Regions from separate parts of the Salmo salar genome. Here region 1 is linked to region 2. A link is a contact called in public Hi-C data. All regions are on one chromosome and are shown on one strand. The core of a region is the stretch at or near the end of the contact, and the rest is flanking DNA. Distances in the headings are between cores, read along the strand shown.

Region 1 (3,948 bases), core at 1,120-3,619, 440 kb after region 2:
GCCTAGAAGCCTCCGGGCTGTGAAGAAGCCGTCCAGGTCTACACTCTTGGGGTGGAGGTTGTGGAACTGGGTCTGGGTGAGGGCCGAGGTGGGGCCCAGGATCATCTCGTGCGAGGGGGGAAAGTAAGGGCCCACATCTACCCTGATGCCAACCAGGCTAAGCAGGATGGCTACTTGGATCAAGCCCTCTGTAAAATATTTCTTCAGACACACCATGTCTTGTCTTCAGAGTTTACAGGGTGAGTGCAAGAAATGAGGGAAAGGGAATGGAGACGCGGTGGGTGGAAAAATGCCAAGTGTAAGCCTCAGAAGACTTATTGTCTGTTGATGGGTTATCTATAGCTTCAAGTCAATGTAATAAAGAGGCAAAATAAAGCTATTTTGGATACACTAAAATAGACACTATGGTGAGATAAAAAAAGTGATGTATCCTCTCCTCTTCACTCTTCCAAATATCGTTAAATCCTATACGGACAAACACAACATGAAAGAATAAAGTTAGATAATACAATTAATTGATTAGTTATTTCAAAAGAATATCACATTGAAAAGACCATTCATAAAATAAAAAGTAGTGAATCCAACGTAATTGATGAAATAGCAGAGGAAAAGGCTGCTGAATTCAACACCATGCTAATAGATCAGGGTCGCTTAGGGCCTAAGGCCACTAGGGGGCCCATAACCCAAAAATAACATGTTTTTTGATTGGTAGTTAGTCTAGCCTGCAATCTAGACTTGTAGTAATCATGGCCGAATACTGACTGGGCACGTGGGCCCTGACCTCCATGGGGCCCACAATGATTTTGTTAGTCATTCTCACTCAGAAATTATATTAATATGCCTAAGTCGTTACAAACTGTGTAGAATTGCATGAATGTGCTTTAAAACTGCAGAAATTTCTCTCCACCCCATGGCAAAATGTGTAGAATTGCAGGAAATTTGCTATAAAACAGATTTTTTTTCTATGCTCCATGGCAAAATGTGTAGAGTTGCGGGAAATTAACTTAAAAACAAATAAATGTATCTCCACTGTCAAGAGGGGGGCCACTAAAATGTTTTGAGCGAGGTGGGGGGCCACCCAACCAAATCTTGCTTCGGTGCCCCAAAAGGCTTAAGTGTGCCCTATATATGATTATTGTATACTTAAGAGTATGACCCAAAGCGAATTTAAAAATATATATTCCTAAAGATAACAAACAGGGGAGTGTTCTTGTTATCAACAGATACCAGATAAATCTCCAGATACTTCACTTCCACGTACTTCCTTCTATTCGTTCTAGAAGTTGTTTGGTACAGTAGTTAGCGCCAGGGCGGGTACTAGACAGACAGTGGTGAATGTTACACCACATTATGTGAATCACACTGTTACCCGGGAAATAACAAGCATATTCTGCCAATCAATGAATAACTTGACAACGCAATACTTCGGTAACTGTAGGCAACTGTTTGTAATGTATTACGCCATGTAAATAAACTGGTGACCAGTGGTATTCTGCTAGATGTTTTTAATAGGCATGTCTATTGCAGTTGTTCCTGCATGAAACATCATGTCTTATGAGGCGACCGTTCAACCAAAGATGGTTTAAATGACTGAATTTGAACCTGTCTGACAGGATGAGCGTTGATAATTTAACCTGTAGGCTTCTTCATCAAAGGGCACTGAACGACCCCTCGAAATCATTAGAAGTTCATTTGAAAATATCTGGAATTATGTATGAACGTCAAGGATCTGAAAACCGTTGACAGTAATTGTTCACCCTCATGCTTCAGAAATGTTCCACTTTTATTGGCAAATAGAAATGGGTCGAGCAACTGAATATCCCATGTAAAACTTATGAACTGTACCATAAACTCCACTTCATCTCAATGTAAGGTATACAATGTGTATAGCCTGTTTACATATTTACTTACAGTAATAACACCCATATTAGGCCTACATAACTGCCAAATAACACAAACAAGTGTCGATAATGTTAGTTTCCTGTTTTGACTCTCTTACCGGACTATGGAGACAGAAGTCAAAAATGGGCACATCAGTGGAAACGCAGCAAGCCCAATCCTTTTGGAAGATTTTGTATTCTGACTCTAAATCAGAGAGGGAAGCATTTTAAACCCTGCTCAGCTCACGGAGCAGTTTGCTGTCCCCTCCCTACATGACGTAAAGGCTACCATTTCACTTTTCTGTTCTTCTATAACTTCGCGGCGTCAAAAACCATACCCCGCATATAGGCTATACCGCCAGTCTATATCAACCCTGCCAAATCAACTGAAGACGCACACACACAGCCACACCGTACGCAGGCTCCAAAGTAGAATATCCTACTGTCTGTCTGTCAGTCCATCCCAATGTGCATTGCTGCCATCTGCCGTGCTAGAATGAACTAGAACAGAAAGACATCCACGCTGGCTAATCCAGACGAGCCTCGCAACATGGTTTGAATAACATATATTTTTTTAAATAAAGTAGGCTATCACTTGTAACAAGAGTAGTTCATTTATGACATATTCTATACACATGAGATTAAAGATACTACTGATAGGATGTATATGCATAATGTCCCATAATTCACTACTTGGCCATATGAAGTGGGTGGTCATCGAAACCTTAGCGGTGTTCATTTTGGAGTAACGCGTAAAAACACCACTATAAGAAACTGACGCCATTGTGGTTCCTAGAGAACAAGGACCTAACATCATTCACCAATTGGAGGGAGCCAACATGGCCGAATGAGGGGCTTGGTTTTGCGGAGCCTCTAGGCCAGCAGAGGATCCGCCCACCCATGAGTCAGAGGATTTTGCGAAGTCTACTAGAATGACAGCTCAAACCTGTCCACGTCAACACCAGAGAACCACTATGGAGATCGCGTCTTTGGTAAGCAATCGGTAGGGATATGGAGCTTTTATATATATTTCTAAACGAGTATTACCTTGCAAATGCATGATTAGGCCTCGTTGGCCATTGCTTGAATAGCGTTCATTGTAGCCATTTGCTGCGTAAAATGTTGTATTCGGTATTTCTGCATCATGCCCAGCCTAAGTGATTTTTTTTGAGGTCTCTGACTGGCTGGATCTAATATTTTCAGGTACGATAGCAGACATTAGGAGGTATTGTATTCTGCGTGACTATCGTTGTAATCTGAATGTATTTGAGTGTAGCGTACTGAAATTCCACTACCAGCAGCAACATGTGTTGCACTTTTCCTCGTCAATGAGCAATTGCTGTTGTACAAACTCGAACAGTTGCCAAATTATCCCAGAGAGAGGGGCATACTGTCTAAAAAGCTACCCCGTGTCACATATCTGAGATTATAACCTACTTTGTTATGATTTACACTTAAATGAATGGCATGAGTTGTCGGCTATCCGTTATACTTTTATTATAACTGTGACATCAGCCTGCCCAAGCATTGAAGGGTGAACAGTGAATATATTGTCTGCCACGTCTACGATATTTGGTTTCAACCGGAGGAGCTGCGTTCCGCAGCATTTTACGCTTACCAAAAACTTGATTCCACAGGTGGGTTTTTCAACTAAATATGCATAGAATAATTTTACACTTTTGAACTAAACTCTAGACAGATGATCATTGCACTAAGATAAATTGTTTGTGTTAGTTTTTTTTTTTTTTTTTACTGTAATTTAAACTTAGACTAAATCAAGCAGCGCTGGACAAGGCCGCTATAACTTTTCGTTGATTAACCAACCTGCCGTAACTGACCCTCGGCCTCAAAATACCTCTCTCTATATACATACATATATATAAAACAATTACTGATATAATTTTATCTGATGTATTGCTCAATGTAAATTGGCAGTGTTTTCTGTTAATAGGCAGAGTCATTATGGCTGCACAGTACAGTGTCAGGATGTGGACATAAGTTATGCACTCTTGATATTGATATTCACTGTGCTTAATGCATAAGACAATGTTGCACAAAGGACCATAGG
Region 2 (3,875 bases), core at 1,124-3,623:
GCTCTGAGTAGCCTATGTGTGGGCGTAAGACATTATTTGCTTTGGATTTTATTTAATATCCTATGAATGTGTGGACATTGAACATCCAATCACTTGAATTGTATTGCAATGCTGATAAATCACTTGGAAGTCAATCTAGGTTTAAGTAACCTCGGATATATATAAAAAATGAGTGGATTATATAATTGATAGCTTCACTCTGTAGGCCTAGACAATAATAATTGCTTATGGGGATATTGGGAATGGAGATTAGGGGATTGCATTTGGGAACTTGTATAGGCTATTCGTAATGGCTATTTGTATGTTTTCCTCAAACATGTCCCCTCATTTTGCCAGTAGCTGCCGGGCGGAGGCGAGGCCGACAGACCTACAGCCGCTACCAGACACTGGAGCTGGAGAAAGAGTTCCTATTCAACCCCTACCTGACCCGCAAGCGGCGAATCGAGGTATCGCACGCCCTGGGACTGACCGAGAGACAGGTCAAAATCTGGTTTCAGAACAGGAGGATGAAATGGAAAAAGGAAAACAACAAGGACAAATTCCCCAGCAGTAAGACAGAGCAGGAAGAGATCGAGAAGGAGAAACGACAGAAGGAGCAGGGCGCGGGGACACACTCGTCCGGGGAAGACTGCGACAAAGCCAAGCAAATGTAAGCTATAGGGAGGAGATTAGGGGGTCGAAATCAGCACCGCGGAAAAGGCAGCGAGAACGATAAGGGAAGTGGGGCCAGCATGTGGTTTTGTCTCGGAACATGGCAGTCTCTGGCTAGTCGTTCCAGGTTTGATTCATTCGGTTGGAAAGTCTCCTGACGGTGACAAAGGACAGGACCATTCACATTGTGGTTGTTGGGAGACAAAACGAAACATTTGAACGGGAAATGAAGCATTTGTACTTTTTATCTGATGTTGGAAATTATTATTGTGTTAAAAATAGAGTCCTTTCATTGTGGAACAATTATCGTGAAAAAAACAAACATTTATATTGTTAGAATTTTGTCATTAACAATTATCTTGGCAGCTGTATAGTTTTTAAGTTAAATTGTGCACTTTTTACTGTTCTCACTTCTATGTTATGACGACGTGGCGAATAATGAATTCCAACAACATGAAACTGCCTATTTATGCTGTAGGCTTTCCTATTTTTACACTTGTCCTTCCTTAGTTCGTTTTGATTGATGGTATTTTGTTGTCTTCCTTATTTGGGTAAGCATGCGCACAGTGCAAACATGGAAAAAAATGAATAAAAATACAAATGAAATAAAAAAGGATGTCATGTGACCCCTCGTTTAACCAGAATGTGTACTGTAGGCTACTCGTGAATTAGTTTATGGGGACTTGATGATATGCTTTATTGTTCTTCATCACTTTGTTCTATTGTCTGAACCTGGAAGCGGCGGAAGACAGAGGACACAATAAAGAGAATCTGTGACATCGTTGCTGCTTCATTTCCTCTCAAGGTGTGAATCCCAATAGCCACCGTCACCACACAGACTGACTCAACCAATTAGTAATCTTACCCATATTACACAAGTGCATTAAAACCTTCACCAAACCAATGAGTGTGTATGGCTACTGGGTACTGGGTGCACACACTTCTAACAATGTAGGGATTGACGCGCGGTCAGAATTGTGTCGTACATGTTTATCTCCACACAAGCTCGACATAGATAAGGCCATGGCATGTGGAACCACACTGTAAAGTCTGGCTAAATCATATGACTATTGGCAGTAACAACACCCCCCCCCCTTCAGAAAAAAACGTGAGGATATTTCCCTTCCCATAACAGTCACATTCATGTTGAGTCTTATTCGAGAGGGGGAAAGAAAAAAAAAGGTGCATAAAAGCACCTGTGCGCCAGGTAAATCTTGTCAAACACTGGGAGAGCGTGGTACGTGGCACTAGGCGACTCGAGACAGCTACTGGCCTCCCTGTTCCGTAAAAACAAAAGTGCTTGTGTTGTCCAGAGCTTCTCTGTCGTGCTGGAGATGGAAGCTGTGGAAAGAGGGATGCTCTGAAGCAGAAATTCTCCCAGACAGGGCCGGAGTGGGCCGGTGTGGGCTATACTGGTCCCTGGACAGGGTACAGGCATCGTGCGCAGAGACCACAATAACAGACAGAGGAACTTCCTGAGAGATCCCACCACTGGCAAGGATAAGTAAAATCGATATGGAAACTAATAGGTTTTTCTTATTTGTGTGGTGTCCAACGAGAAGTCGAGGACATTTTAAGATCTGTCTGTATACATTCAGTTGGATATTTGTAAGCATCAGCCCTTTTTATCACTGTGCAAGGCGCTGGGTGATTACATAATATATTCTATTGACTATCGATTTGTTTGTGTTCTAGTTAGTTCCTTGATTGGAGGTAGGCCTACCCTTTGGCTTACAGTGAATAGACTGAAGTATTTTATGTGTATGGTCAGTGGTGCACTATTTTCCACATTAGCTGAGCTGGTTGGAAGCTCTGCTGTTATTGGACGAGTTTGTATCACATGGCCCTCGTCACGTGCCCCCTGAGGAAAAAGGGGTGATTTTTGGTGTAAATCTAGACTGTAATTCTGTAATATATCACAGTACCTCGTAAAACCGACAGTAAAACCTCCCGGCCTACAAATCACCGGTCAAATTATGAGTTCATTGTATTATGCGAACGCTTTGTTTTCCAAATATCAAGCTGCAAGTTCGGTTATTCCAAGTGGGGTCTTTCCCGAGCAAACTTCTTGCGCCTTTGCGTCCAGTTCACCGGGAGCCAGCAGTTATGTCTCGGGCTCCGGCGGCGCAGGCTTCTCCTCCTCTTCCTCCACACTGTCGGGACTGTACAATAACGCAGGGAACATGCCCACCCAAACGCGCAGCATGTATCCCTCTGCGTACGGGCTGGGCACCGGCTCTCTGAACATGCACTGCTCCCACTTTGAACACCCCAACCTCTCCATGATTTGCTCCGGTGGTGACCCGTCCAAGGTGTCCAACTGCGGTAAGGCGGAGCAGAGACAGAACGAAGACAGTTTACGGATCTACCCCTGGATGAGAAGCTCAGGTATGTGAGTTTAAAATGTATGTTTTCAAAAAAAGAGGAGGGGAGAAAGGAATGGGGCTTTGCTCCGACCTAATAATTCTCGTAAACGGTCTTTAAACAGTGCGGTTGCGAAGTGGTCAGGGCTACTTCCTGAACTATGCTTTACGCCGCTTTGCCTGCGCATCTTTTATTGCTATATGACCTCAATAAAACCATAATTTAAGACATCTGAATATTCATTAGGCGGTATTGTGTTAAAACAGAGAGAGAGGGCGTTGGATTATTTTACACCGTCCTCGGGTGGAAAGAAATAGCCTACATCGGCTATTCCATCGCTTTCTGTTGTTTATGCTGTTTCGATAGGATCTCGTGGTAAACGCACTCTACAACACAGCATAATATCCAGATGCCTGGTCTCTGCCCCGTGTTCACTGGCTTATATTATTATCGCATAAATGCCTCTGAATGTTGCAAACACTGAAAACACTGTGATGCTAACAGTTGGTTAGCTCTTGGTTTGCGATGTTAGGCTGTGTTGTTTTGTTATAGAAACGCCTTTGTCTGACATTCTGCACTGGCTTGTTGAATAGTTTCAGTGGGTCTTACAGCTGCCTGCAGCCCACACAACAAACAAGTAAGTCTAGTCTGAGAAAATGATGCTTACAAAATAGCAATTCATGTTACGCCAGTGTTTGATTAAGTGTAGTGTCAAATAATGTCATGCGTAAAACGTGTGTGTGTGTGTGTGTGTGTGTGTGTGTGTGTAGATGTGTAAGTGGCTGTGTAGCTGTGGTATGTGTCTCTGCGCGCGCCTGTGCGTTGTGTGCACATTAGGAGGCTGAACAACTACACACCAT

What was found. A called contact is a pair of places that touch in the nucleus more often than the background predicts.
Region 1: a Hi-C map of muscle shows a contact between it and region 2, with 3 times the contacts expected there. The contact joins the promoter of LOC106607482 here to the promoter of hoxb7ab in region 2.

The regions. Positions count from the first base shown.
Region 1 is chrssa06:44,388,447-44,392,394 of Ssal_v3.1, forward strand. It overlaps LOC106607482 (endoplasmic reticulum membrane sensor NFE2L1), which reads right to left and starts at 2,370. Exons shown (of 6, transcript XM_014204474.2): 1 at 2,000-2,370; 2 at 1-465. The coding sequence starts at 216. LOC106607483 (coatomer subunit zeta-1) reads left to right here and starts at 2,593. Exons shown (of 10, transcript XR_006770248.1): 1 at 2,593-2,872.
Region 2 is chrssa06:43,951,436-43,955,310 of Ssal_v3.1, forward strand. hoxb7ab (homeobox protein HoxB7ab) reads left to right here and starts at 2,374. Exons shown (of 2, transcript NM_001141674.1): 1 at 2,374-3,039. The coding sequence starts at 2,628. It overlaps hoxb8ab (homeobox protein HoxB8ab), which reads left to right. Exons shown (of 2, transcript NM_001139579.1): 2 at 337-956. The coding sequence ends at 653.